2 separate regions of the Rattus norvegicus genome follow, and region 2 is linked to region 1. A link is a contact called in public Hi-C data. All regions are on one chromosome and are shown on one strand. Each heading gives the region's core, a stretch centred on a gene start, on an enhancer-like site or on the middle of the called end of the contact. The rest is flanking DNA. Distances are from core to core; before and after follow the strand shown. Region 1 overlaps Il2ra (interleukin 2 receptor subunit alpha). Region 2 holds the start of Rbm17 (RNA binding motif protein 17).

What was found. A called contact is a pair of places that touch in the nucleus more often than the background predicts.
Region 2: a contact with region 1 is called in a Hi-C map of the A7r5 cell line, with 4 times the contacts expected there. The contact joins the promoter of Rbm17 here to the enhancer-like site in region 1. A contact is called at or near these places in 10 of 12 Hi-C or Micro-C datasets (the A7r5 cell line, Schwann cells, frontal cortex and 5 more) and 1 of 1 datasets of contacts at active chromatin or transcription factors (oligodendrocytes).

Annotation. Positions count from the first base shown.
Region 1 is chr17:71,782,475-71,788,658 of GRCr8, reverse strand. All of the region lies in intron 1 of Il2ra (interleukin 2 receptor subunit alpha), which reads left to right. Among named protein-coding and RNA genes, the nearest start is that of Il2ra, 23 kb to the left of the region's middle. Within about 2 kb of position 3,153, at least 36 of the 93 cell types and tissues checked have an H3K27ac peak or open chromatin away from gene starts, as enhancers often do. A contact at or near this core is called in the A7r5 cell line and liver, where this site is marked.
Region 2 is chr17:71,843,519-71,849,702 of GRCr8, reverse strand. It overlaps Rbm17 (RNA binding motif protein 17), which reads right to left and starts at 2,762. Exons shown (of 12, transcript NM_001013058.1): 1 at 2,648-2,762; 2 at 522-659. The coding sequence starts at 644. It also overlaps the pseudogene Psmc6-ps1.

The DNA.
Region 1 (6,184 bases), core at 1,904-4,403:
AACCGTAACCAGGAATTTTGAGCTGAAATAAACGCTTTCTCCCATAAGGTGTCTTTGTCAATGTCTTAGCGTTTCTACAGCGGTGGTAAAGACCATGACCAAAAGCAAGTTGGGGAGGAAAGAGTTTGTTTTGTCTTATTCTTCCAAGTCATCGTGAGAGAAGGCAAGGCAGGAACTCAAGAAAGAAACCTACAGGCAAAACTAAGGCAGAAGCCACGAGGACCAGTGCTCGCTCCATGTGCTACTTCCTTATCACTCCCAAGAATGCCTTACAAAGCTGTCTACAGGTCGTTGGGATGGAGGCATTTTCACAACTGAGGTTCTCTCTTCTCAGGTAACTCTAGCTTCTGTCAATTGGTAAAAACAAAACAAATAAAACAACACCCCCCCCAAAAAAAAACCCAACTAACCAAACAAACAAATAAAAACCCACAAGGACGGTTGGGACATTTTATCAGAGCAACAGGAAACAAAAATAAGAAATTTACCGTGTTTTAAGAGACACTGATGGTTCAAAAACTATTATGTATTTCAGTGAATGCACATTGGAGGGAGGGAATGAGTTCAAAGTTCTCTTACTGTTCTAAGAAAACTAATTCAAAAGAAACCCTGTTTCCTGGCCCTGTGACTTTACCTACCAGTTACTTCTAAAACAACAGCAGAACAAGATTGGGAAGTAATCTAAGCAGCCTTTAGGACTCATGGAGGATTTTGTTGATAATATGGCAAGGAGCTATTATTTCAAGGGATTCTTATCCTCCTATCCTTTCTAGCAAAAGAGCCTCCTTGTAGTCTACTGAACACAGCAGTGCCTTTGTGAGGATTAACCTCCTGGTCTACGTGAGGGGATTTAGAATCATCATGATAGCAAATCCCAATCGTATCTGAGGGATTTTCCAGATAAGGTTAGTAAGTATGAAGACCAAAAAAGTGTGGTGTCATTTCCAATGGCCGTAGTCCTGGTCCTCCTTAAGAGGAGAAAGCTAACTGGTCACTAGCATTCCTCACTCTCTGCTTCCTGATTGTGGATGTAACATGGTCAGCTTTCTAGCTCAGGAAGCTGCTGAGACCTCCCGCCATGATGAACTGCAGTCACTGAGCGAGATAAACCCTTCGTTCCTTTGGTTGCTTCTGTTGAGTATTCTGTTACAATAAAGAAGAAGATAGTATACTGTGTTTCACAGTTGCTAGGATAGCTTGTTTGTTGGAGCTGAATGGGATCCAGTTGAAGGTAACCTCAAAGCTGGCTTTGAGGCAGGGACCAGGATTCTTCCCAATAGGCACCAATATAAAAACCTCAGAAGGACAAGTCCGTGGGGAGAAAGGCGATGTCTTAAGGCATTTGGGATGCTGTTTTCATCATATTGCTGATTGACAGTTCAAGGAAGCTGCCACCTGCTATTTGATTGGCACCTGGATGCTTAAAATAAACCGAGAATGAAGTCAACCTTCCTTGCCAAGAACTTAGCATATTTAGGTGAAAGAGAGGAAAGAGAGGGCTTGTATCCGCAGTAAATCACAAAGTTGGGCTTCCCTTCAGGTTAGTTCTTTGTTTCCATGGTATTAGGGATGCCATTGGAAGGGTAGAGAGAGGTGGTACAGAGGGAAATGGTAGGGTGCTGTTGCCACAGAGGTGGGCAATTGCTGGGTTATATGAGACTCTTGAAAGTCAATGGAGAGGGAGTCAGAGTGTTGTGGCTCTTGAGAGCTGAGCTGATGTGAAGATCAGGAATATATGGAAATTGGCTCGGATGGTTAACAGTCACTAAGAGAAGCAGGTCAGAAGGGGAAACGGGGTGGTTTGTGTGTGTTTATTTCTAACTTTGGAGATTCATACTGTCCTCACCCTCTTTGTAACATCTCTCCTAACACACATGAGTTTTCTTATTTGAAGCAATTTCCTGAGGTAAAAGGGAAAAAAAATTTAAGGATAAACATAAAGGCAGCCATTAGACTCCTGGCTTTCAGTTCCCACCACCATGAGAGTGTGGCTTGGGTAGCCTGAGCTCCTGGGACCTCCGTCTCCAGCTGTGTGAAGCCGGGTGAGACTGTCTCCCTTGTGTGGCTGCACAGAGTACTGGAGGTAATATACACAAAGCGGAGCTTGGAAATTAGATCTGTTATTACATATTTAAAAAAAAAACCCAAGTGGGGGGGGGCTGGGTGCTCTGACTTCATAGATAATGATCTAAACTGAACCACAACATCAATAAACATCACCTGGTACCCAGATAGCTTAGACGGATGAGACATCTCCCTGCAAATGATGGCTGCCAGAAAGGGGGAAGGGCATCCCGTCTCCTGGAGGTTACATCTCTCTGACACAGAAGCAGGATCTCTGAACTTGGGGAGCTCAGGTCTTCCCTTAGGGTTTGCCACAATTCACAGACAGGGCACAGAAAGGACAGTTTCTTCCTTATGAGTCTCCCACGCTGAGCATTTGATCGTGTTAAATGATGTCCACCGTGTTCTGTGGCTTAGCTTTCACCCATAAAACACCGACTGTTAAAGCCAACCATTGATTTGGGCTGGAGAAATCTGTGACATTGGCTTTCTTATCGGATTTGATGCCGAAGGGGATGTTTCAGGCAAAAGCCAGATTGTTCATCAGGTGACTCACACTCTTGATACATTTGTGAGTCGACTACAAAGCTCAGTCAATGCCTGACCAGCAGAAATCATGCTTGGTGAGTGATTTCTAATCTCAGTCCTCACTCCCCATAGAAGGAGAAGCGAGAGGCACCAAGGAGAAGGCTTTCTCAGTGCTGGCTGCACTACAGACAAAACAATGTTTCCTTGAATCTCCCAGGTAGCAACGAATCCTATCTCAAACTCTGTTCACTTTCTCTTTGGGAGCCCTTCTGCTTTTCTGTACCTCTCGTGTCATTTACCTTGGGAACAAGGGTCCAATAAGTTCTCATCTTAGACATCATAGATAAACAATGCTACTGTCTCCCAGCCCACAGTGTTTCCCACTCGCCCACCTTTCCTCCGGAGTCAAAATACAAACCACCTTGAAGGCACACCCCAAAGTGCCAAGGCTCTGCTCAGTGTGCACTGGAGGGCAAGAGTAGTGCTCAGTCCCTACAGTTTAGCCACCCCTGTGTGGCTGTTTCTTCAGGTGGTTTGAATGTTCACCATTGTGAGCTCTCTTGTGGTCCTCCATTAGGGGCGCTGTCTGACTGATAAAAGAACCATTTGTCTTCCGAGTCCGCTCCAACTGTCAGTATTGCCGTTTAATTCAAGGGACACAGAAGTATGTCAAGGCGCAATTATTTCTAGTTTTATTCTCTTTCTAAAAAAAAAAAATCTGCTAAAAAAACAAAGGGGACGCTTTTCTGTTTGAGGAGTGGAGGCGAGGCAATAAAACCACGCAAAGAGGATGGCAGTTAGGGTAAGAAGTACTGAGCCAAGTCTGTGTTCCGTGATCTGGTTACTCTATGTAGATGTCTCTTCCTGGGAGCAGAGGGGGTTGGTGAGAAAAGCACAAATGACCTCATTCCACAGCAAGGAGCTACCCCTAAAAGTTCCGCAATCGTCTCAAACAGCGCCACCTGCTGGGGACGAAGTGTTCAAGCATAGACGCCTAAGGACCGACTTTCCACATTCAAACCTCAGCAAACGCCATTCTCTCTCTACCTGTTCTGTGCTGCCATCCGCAGGGAGGAGGCTTTGTGATCTGCACGACCACAGGATCAGCACGAGTACTTTATAGAGTATTAGCTGAAGGAGTCAAACGTTCCTAGAACGTCTTGTATTCCATTTGTTCAGGAAATTCCCGAAGACACTAGATCCCCAGATAATCACTGCATTATGGTCTTATTTCAGGGAGAGTGACGGGGGAAAGAGATTTGGAGAGAATGGGACTACCCCTCGTGGTGAATCTGACATAAGATGGGCAACATGTTCAACCCTGGAAGAGTTTGGCATAACTTCCCCAGTGTAGATCTCTGATCCGAACCCTTGTATTGGGTTGGTTAACAACTGCTGGCTGCTTCTTTGACCCTGTGCCTACATGAAAGGCAAAACCACATCCATATACCTCAGAGTCTAAGATAGGCTCTCCTGGGAATCCCGTATCCCAAGAATTAAAGCGGAAAAGGCCTGGGAGGTGAATTTGGGAAAAATGATTTTGTGGTGTTCAGGAGGTAAAAGTAGAGAGCGAAGACACCTGTCCCCTGGTGTTATTTTGGACAATAAATTAGGGTTCCTTTTTTGAGTTGTGTACATGAAATTCTCCTTTGTGACCTCTCTTGTAAAAAATTATTTTTTACTCCATTTTTGGCTGTTGTGATGATGTTTCTTTTATGACAACAGAGTGAGAAGAGATAAGAATAACCCAGATTTTCTCTTAAGGGATTAAAAAGAAAACGTCTCCAGGGTTGCATTTCCCACGGGCTCTTCTGCATCAGAGTCTTTGAATAAATTTTAGAACACATTTGGCAAGGCCTTTCAGGAGGAGAAAATTATAAGCAATTCAGAGGAAGGGTCTTTTAGAAATGGAAAATCTATGAGAGTACAAAGTTCTACCACTATCTCTATGTCCCCACATGACCTCCTTGGACATCCATGTCCCCACATGACCTCCTTGGACACTGGACTAGTGTCTGATGACTGTGGAAATTTCCATTCCCAGAAAAACACCACCACACACTGGAGAATGCCTAGGGGTGCAAAGTTATGCCAAAGATAACTTATCGGAACTTTTTCAAAGTTACGCACTTGGAAGATTTCTTGGCCTGTGGTTTGGTACCAGAGTCCAAATATGATTTAGATGAATCCTTGACGACTCGCAATTATTCTTAAAAGGCTTTATTTACTATGTTAGCTTACTTAACGTGTGTGTACCTGTGCCTGTGTGAGTGTACGCACACGCGTGTGTATAAGAGCACATGCCTGAGTGTTATTAAAGTCCACAATACATTTCAGTTCTCCCGCTTGCCAGTCCCTGCCTATTCCTTTGAGGCAGAGTCTCTCCCTGAACCCGAGGCTCATACTTTCTCAGCTAAGTCTGGAAGCTAGCATGTCCAAGCTGTCTTCCTGTCTGCACTGCCGCTCGGGGCTAGCGTTACGGGCATTTGCAGGAGTATCCTGCCTGCTGCGTAGGTGCTGGGATCCAAAAACTGGTCCTTGTGATGGTGGGGCATGATTAAGAACAACAGCTGAGCCATCTCTCCAGACCCCAAGCACGCAGGCTTTGTTTTAGTTTACTAAGTATTATGTGTGCGGTATGTAAGACAGACTGTTTATAGGGAAGCCGTATGACTCTGAAGCCACTTGATGAGTTTTGGCAACTGTGTGCACAAGCATTTGAATAACACCGAGCTCTTTTTGCTGTCTCCTTCAGGTTGATCCTGCCTACCACAAGAAACCACTGGTCTAATTTCTCTATGTTTTCTCCCTCTCCCTCTCCCTCTCCCTCTCCCTCTCCCTCTCCCTCTCCCTCTCCCTCTCCCTCTCCCTCTCCCTCTCCCTCTCCCTCTCCCTCTCCCTCTCCCTCTCCCTCTCCCTCTCCCTCTCCCTCTCCCTCTCCCCCCCCCTCCTCTCTAAAACTTTCCTCCCGCCCCATCCTTCCTTCTCATCCAATGACAGGCCTTGTTCTAGCATGGACCTGCCTTCACCTGCATAATGACATCATCCTACACCTTGGTTTTTGTTTTTCATTTTGCCCATCCTAATGGGCAATATTCATGGTGGTTTTCAATTTGTGTTCTATTTTTTTTTAAGTTATTTATTATTTGTGTGTGTGTGTGTGTGTGTGTGTGTGTGTGTGTGTGTATGAAGTGCATAAGCACACATGTGTGGAGGTCAGGAAACAACTTTCAGGAGTGGGTTTTCTCCTTCCTCTATGGGTTCTGCTGATTGGACCCAGGCCGTCAGGTTTGAGTGTCAAGTATATTAACCTGCCAAGTTCTCTCTCCACCCCCAGTATTTTCTTAACGGCTTGGTGAGCGCCACTTCAGTTGTGTGTTTTTGATAATCATGTTTTCTGTGGAAACGTGGCTATTCAAGTGTTTGTTCATCTGTGGAGTCATTTGCCTTTTGGTGCTGCTGTGGAGGTCTTTACGTATTCTGGGAAGAAATATTGTCATCTATACATAATAAGTGGTTTTCTCACAGTTTGCCATAGCCTCTCTATTTTCTTGTGGTCTTCGGATTAGCTGATGCTTTTGTGGGTTTTTTC
Region 2 (6,184 bases), core at 1,513-4,012, 61 kb before region 1:
AGACAGCTCAAGGACAAATATTGAGATCTTGTGTCAAAAAGAAACATAGAAACAAAGAAATTTTAAAGACAATGCCATGTCTAACACAGATGAGCAATTCCCACCTATGACTACACATGCTGGGTATGTTCACAAACACCAGAGCCTTTCGTGGTGCACACTGTGGCGCTGATTATCGTGCAAAGCTCAATTCCAAGCTTCCTACAACAAACTAGGGGGACCCAGCCTAGACCAGAAGTGCCAGAGGATATTAGGACCACGGTATGAAAGCATCATCTGAAAACAGTTCAAAGTCAGTCTCCGACATCCTCCGGTCTAAAGCCAGTCTTGCGACTGAGTTTCATTCCTACTCCATGAAACTGTCCTGTTAGTTCCAAGAGCCAAGAGAAGTAAAGTAATCAACTCTCCACCCCTCTCCCCATCCACTATTTTGCATTTATCCAACAAGGGGGCAAGCTTAAACTAAGCTGTTCTCAAGGAGCTCAGTGGACTTTCCCACTCCTGCTTGGGCCTGCTTTTACCTTGGCTTGAGTGAGAGCTGCCTTCTTCACCTGGAGCTGGGACTGCAGAAGCTTGAAGTTTTTGGACCAGCCTTCAGTTTTTGAGTCACTGGTCTCCACTCCCAGGTCATCATATAGGGACATCTTTTTGGTTTAATACTGAAAGACAAGCAAGGGCAGAGACTAAATAATGCAAAACAGAAGCAAGTTATGAACATCTCTGTTAAAATAGCTGTACCACGGTCCCTGCTGTCACAAGTGCAAGGTTCTTTCTAACCTGCAAAACTATTCCTAGGCACTATTTTAAAAACAGTCCTCTAGAGTAAAACCTTCAGTTACAAAATAGATAATGAAGTAAGATGGACAATCTCTGTTTGGGGCATTATTAATGGTTATTAACCAGGTGGTAGAGAGATGGCTCCGTGGTTAAGAGTACTGGTTGCTTTTCCAGAGGTGCTGAGTTCAGTTCCCAACAACTGAACTGTAATGGTGGCTCAGAACCATTTCTGAGTCCCATGAGGGCCAAGATTGTTACAAAAAGAAACCTTGTCTCAAAACAAACAAACAAACAAACAAACCACACAAAAAAATCCCTCACCAGTGTGGCCAGCCACTGGGTTTTAGTAAATTCTGGAGGTAGCCACAATCACAAGTCTACCCCTGTTAGCTTGATCCACAACACAATTTCTATCTTATACTTAGGGCTTAAAAAAAGGATGACATTTTACAGAATCATTTATTCCCCTCCACATGTAACTATCTCCAACAGTTTAAATTTCCCATCCACATTACCAAGATACCATAGGCCACAGCCTATCAAAAGCAGAGCAATTCGTAACTGAAGCCAACGGCAGAGCAGATTTCTGTACTGTTCTGACTTGTAGAATTACCTACTAGAGTGAACTGTTCCCTGTTGGAAGGATATGTGAAAAATTCATGTTGGGGGGAGGGGAGGTTTGTAATAACAAATGGGGGGGGGTGTCAATGAGAACCCATACGGTAGGAGAAAAATGACTCCTGTATTTTCCACATGTGACTTGTCCTAAAACTCCTGATCTGCCTGCACCTTCTAAGCACTGGAGTTCCAGGCATATGCTACCCTGGGCTAGGTTACTTTATTTACTAAACTTTGTTATCTCGAAATGCTTACAGCTTATCCCAGTATAAATGTGCTCACGTGATCTAAAAAAGACACCTGTTGCAGAGAGACAGGCCTCACCTATGCTGAGAACAAGCGGAATCATCTAGAAAACCATACTTTCCACCCTTATATACCCTTACCAATAAGAATTTATGTCAACGGTCCTCCCTTCCTGACTTCTCAATGGATGGTCACCCCTCTAAACCCCTCTTCATCCCTTGTCACCGTCTAAAACTGCAGAATACTCTACAGCGCTCCTCGGCTGTTGCTTCCCCACTCCCTCATTGGTGCAGCCTTTCCCGATCTGCCCTTGTAAGAAAACTCCTCTAAACTGAATAAACATCGGCTCCTCTTCCAGGTCTTTCCAGCTTGTACTCTGGTTCTTCGGATCAATCCAGCCCTGGGTTTTCGAACACGCTTCTTAAGAGATCTAACCCCTGGAGAAGCATTGAGCTTGAAGCACGCAGTCATAGTGCAACTGGTCCAAGTAGAAGAAGCTCAAAAGCTAGCGGAGGGACATGAACTTCCCTTAACACAGACCTGAGCATGCCGGGGGTTACAACTGTCTCTCTCTAGCCAGGTGAGACAACGTCCTCTACCCTCACTTAAGGTGCTCTGGAGGAAACAAGTTTGGGGGTTTGTTTTTGTTTTTGGCCTCTCCGTTCATGAGGCCCGAGGCACCTTGGGTTACTGGGGTCTAGCGACTCAACACCTTGGTCTGGACATGGGCCATGAAGAGGAGAAAGGAACGTTCTTCCTGTCAAGAGGACCGCGACAGGTGGAGGGGAGATCTAGGCGGCCCAGGGGAGCATGGCAGGCTGAAGGAGCCTACCGTGGAGGGCTGGGAACCCCCGGGTAGCTCGGGGTGCCGCGCCCGCATCCCCGCGCCCCTTACGGCGCGGCCTAGAGCCGCGGCCTCGCGTCCAGCGCATCCGTGAAGGCGCGCTCACCCGAGTCTCCGTTCCAGATCGGAACCGCCTGCCAGGGCCGCCGCGGCGCCACTCACCCGGCCTTCCGAGACGACTGTGCCCATGGGCCACGGCGGCGGCAGCGCCGAGCCCGGCCGCCCTGCGCGGAAGCCCGCCCACCGCCGGAGCCCGCCGCAGCACCGAGCCTCCACCGAGTCCGCAAAGTGATGCACCGCGCGGGGTAGGAGAGCGGGGGCTGCCGGGAGTACACGTCTGCGCCTGCGTGCGACTCGCGGAAGCAAAGCTGCACTGCCCAGGTCGCACTGCACCCTGCTGACCGGAGGACTACACTGCATCCCGTCTCTGCCGGCCAAGAGATGGCGCCGTTGGCACAAGGTTTCGAGATTCATGTGCCTTCAGACCTTGAGTTCAGGAGCCAAGAGAATCCCTTCCTAAGCTCTAGTTATTCATTCTCAACCACTCTTTTATATACTAAACGGTGGAAATACAACTCTGAAGGCGAGATATTGCAGAATAGCATTGAAGCTGGGTCTTCAGAGAAAGAATGTAAACACTATAGAAAAACCAGGGCTCTGTGTAAACGTGTTTTTTTCCCATGGGTAAATTTTATTTCAACCTATAACTGGGTGGTCGTGACCTACGCCTTTAGTCTCGCACTCGGGAGGCAGAGGCAGACAGACTGGTCTCTAAGTTCGAAGACAGGCTGGTGTCTACACAGTGAGTTCCAGAGCAGCCAGGACTACACAGAAACCCTATTTTGAAAAATAACAACAACCACAAAGAAAAAGAAGGAGAAGGAGGAGAAGGAGAAGGAGAAGGAGAAGAAGAAAAGAAAGAAAGAAAGAAAGAAAGAAAGAAAGAAAGAAAGAAAGGAAGAAAGATCAAGCTAATAAAACTGTATTAGTCAGGGTTTTCAATAATCAGAGAGTTTATGGAATATCTCTATGTATTAAATGAATTTATTGCAATGACAGACAGTCTGTAGTCAACTAACCAAACAACGGGCAGCTGTGAATGGGAAATCCAAGAGTCTAGTAGTTGCTCAGTCCCACAAGGTAGGTCGTTTAAGCCGCTCTTCTCTATAAGCTGCAATCTGAAGAAGGAGGTCCCAACAGAGGTACTGGCAAGTAAGTGCAAGCAGGCAAAGAAGAAGAAGACTGAGTCTTCCTTCTTCCATTGTCTTATGTCCTCAAGCTCTACACCTGGATCTAAAACTTGCTTTGTCCCAGACTGGCCTTGAACTCAGGACTGCTTGCCTCAGTCTCCTGGGATTAAAGGCATGTACTATCTTGCCTGGGCCTAAGCTTTTCATAGACACTGTCTCATGATCTCCATGCCAAGATCCAAGTCAGAAGCCTGTGTCTTCCAGTCTCAAGATCCAGATCACAGGTGTGTCCTCCATTTCTGGGTTGTGGTTCATTCCAGATGTAGTCAAGTTGACAACCTGGAACAGCCATCACAGAAACTGTGGAGGATTAGGTGAATCCTGGCACGAGTGAACACGCCAACATTATAATCTGATTTATAAGAATGCATTTAAGTAATTCTGAAAGTCTGAAAATGCAAGACTGGGGAAATGCACCTGTTTATGGCAGATAAACACAAAGAAATCAAATAGCAACAATGTGTGCGGGTTGATTTCTGGACAAAAGTTTAAAATGACATTTTATAACACAGTCCCGATTGCAGGAAAAAAAAATAAGAGGGGGCTGGAGAGATGGCTCAGTGGTTTAGAGCACTGACTGCTCTTCCAGAGGTCCTGAGTTCAAATCCCAGCAACCACATGGTGGCTCACAACCATCTGTAATGGGATCTGATGCCCTCTTCTGGTGTGCATGAAGACAGCTACAGTGTACTTAATGTAATAAATAAAATAAATTAAAAAAAAATAAGAGAAGTCTATGCATCAAATAACACAATCTTATTATTCATAGTAAACACTATAAGGAATAATAAATAGGGAAGAGGAATACACACACACACACACACACACACACACACACACACACACACACACTGGGATTTTGTTTTTGTGAGACAGAAGGGAATAGCTAAGATCACTGCCTGCTCTTTCCGAGGACCTGAGGACCTTTGTTCACTATCCAGCATCCAAGACTTATATGCAGACCAAGCACCTGTACTCGAAAAATAAAACACATTAAGAAAAAGAAAACTGGGGTTTTAAAATAAAATCAATTTGGTAGGTCTACTATTATAGGCGTCCTTTTGTGTTTTTGTTTTGTTTGTTTTTTACTGGTTTCTGTGGGGTGTTGCTTGGATTTGGTTTTGGTTTCTTGAGACAGGGTTTCTCTGTGTAGCCCTGGCCATCTTGAAACTCACTCGGTAGACCCGGGTGGCCTCAAACTCAGAGATCCCCTTGCTTCTGCCTCTTGAGTGTTGGGATAAAGGAATGTGCCTGGCTTAAAAAAAAAAACCTTTTGTTTGTTCTATTTCTAGTTTCATAATATTTAATATTTCTAGTTACATAACTTCTTAGCTCAATGCACTTGTTCTAAACTTTCAGCGAACACAATGTTTATATACGAGAATTTTCTTCTTCCTGCTAGGAAGAGGAACAGTATGAGAAAGGGGAGCTACAGAACCAGCATACATGGGAACCCCAACACAAGTAAGTTCTGTGAATTTTCCCAGCAATATCAGCAGCCTGGAGTGGGGACAGCAGGAAGCAAAAATACGACATTGGTTAATCATAGCCAGAATATTAGGAGGGCAGATGTTCTAGAAGAAAGCAAGAGGAAGGGACATTTGAAGCCAGGTAGCTCAAATACCCTGGCAAGAACAATGGACAGAAACTGGGGGCTGGCATGAAGAGTGCTGGGTGCTCTCAGAGGAAAACAAATCGGTTTTCAATTAGCATGATTTGCATAACTTGTAATTTGATTGCAACTGTGTGTAGTGTGTATAGCAATGCTTTTGCTGTTGTTTTGAGACAGGGTTTTTCTATGTAATCCTGGCTGTCCCAGAACTCACTACCTAGACCAGGCTGGCCTTGAACTCACGGAGATCCTCTTGCCTGTTTCCCAAGAGCTGGGATTAAGCTGGGATTAAAGGTGTGTGTTGTGGGGTTGGGGATTTAGCTCAGTAGTAGAGCGCTTACCTAGGAAGCGCAAGGTCCTGGGTTCGGTCCCCAGCTCCAAAAAAAAAAAAAAAAAAAAAGAACTAAAGGTGTGTGTCGTATACACTGTCACTGTCTTCAGACACACCAGAAGAGGGCACCAGATCTCATTACAGATGGTTGAGAGCCACCATGTGGTTGCTGAGAATTGAACTCAGGACCTCTGGAAGAACAGTCAGTGCTCTTAACCACTCAGCCATCTCTCCAGCCCCCTTATCCCACTTTTTTTTTTTTTTTTTTTTTGGTTCTTTTTTTCAGAGCTGGGGACTGAACCCAGGGCCTTGCGCTTCCTAGGCAAGCGCTCTACCACTGAGCTAAATCCCCAACCCCCCACTTTTTTTTTTTAATGACAAAGAAAACAAAATATAAAATAAGTCCTAAGAAATACTATTATCTCAAACTGTCTTGAATGATGTACAAAATGCTCACAAAGCGTATGAAAAGCATTTTCAAAATATAAGAAGTGCTGTGGTTTGCC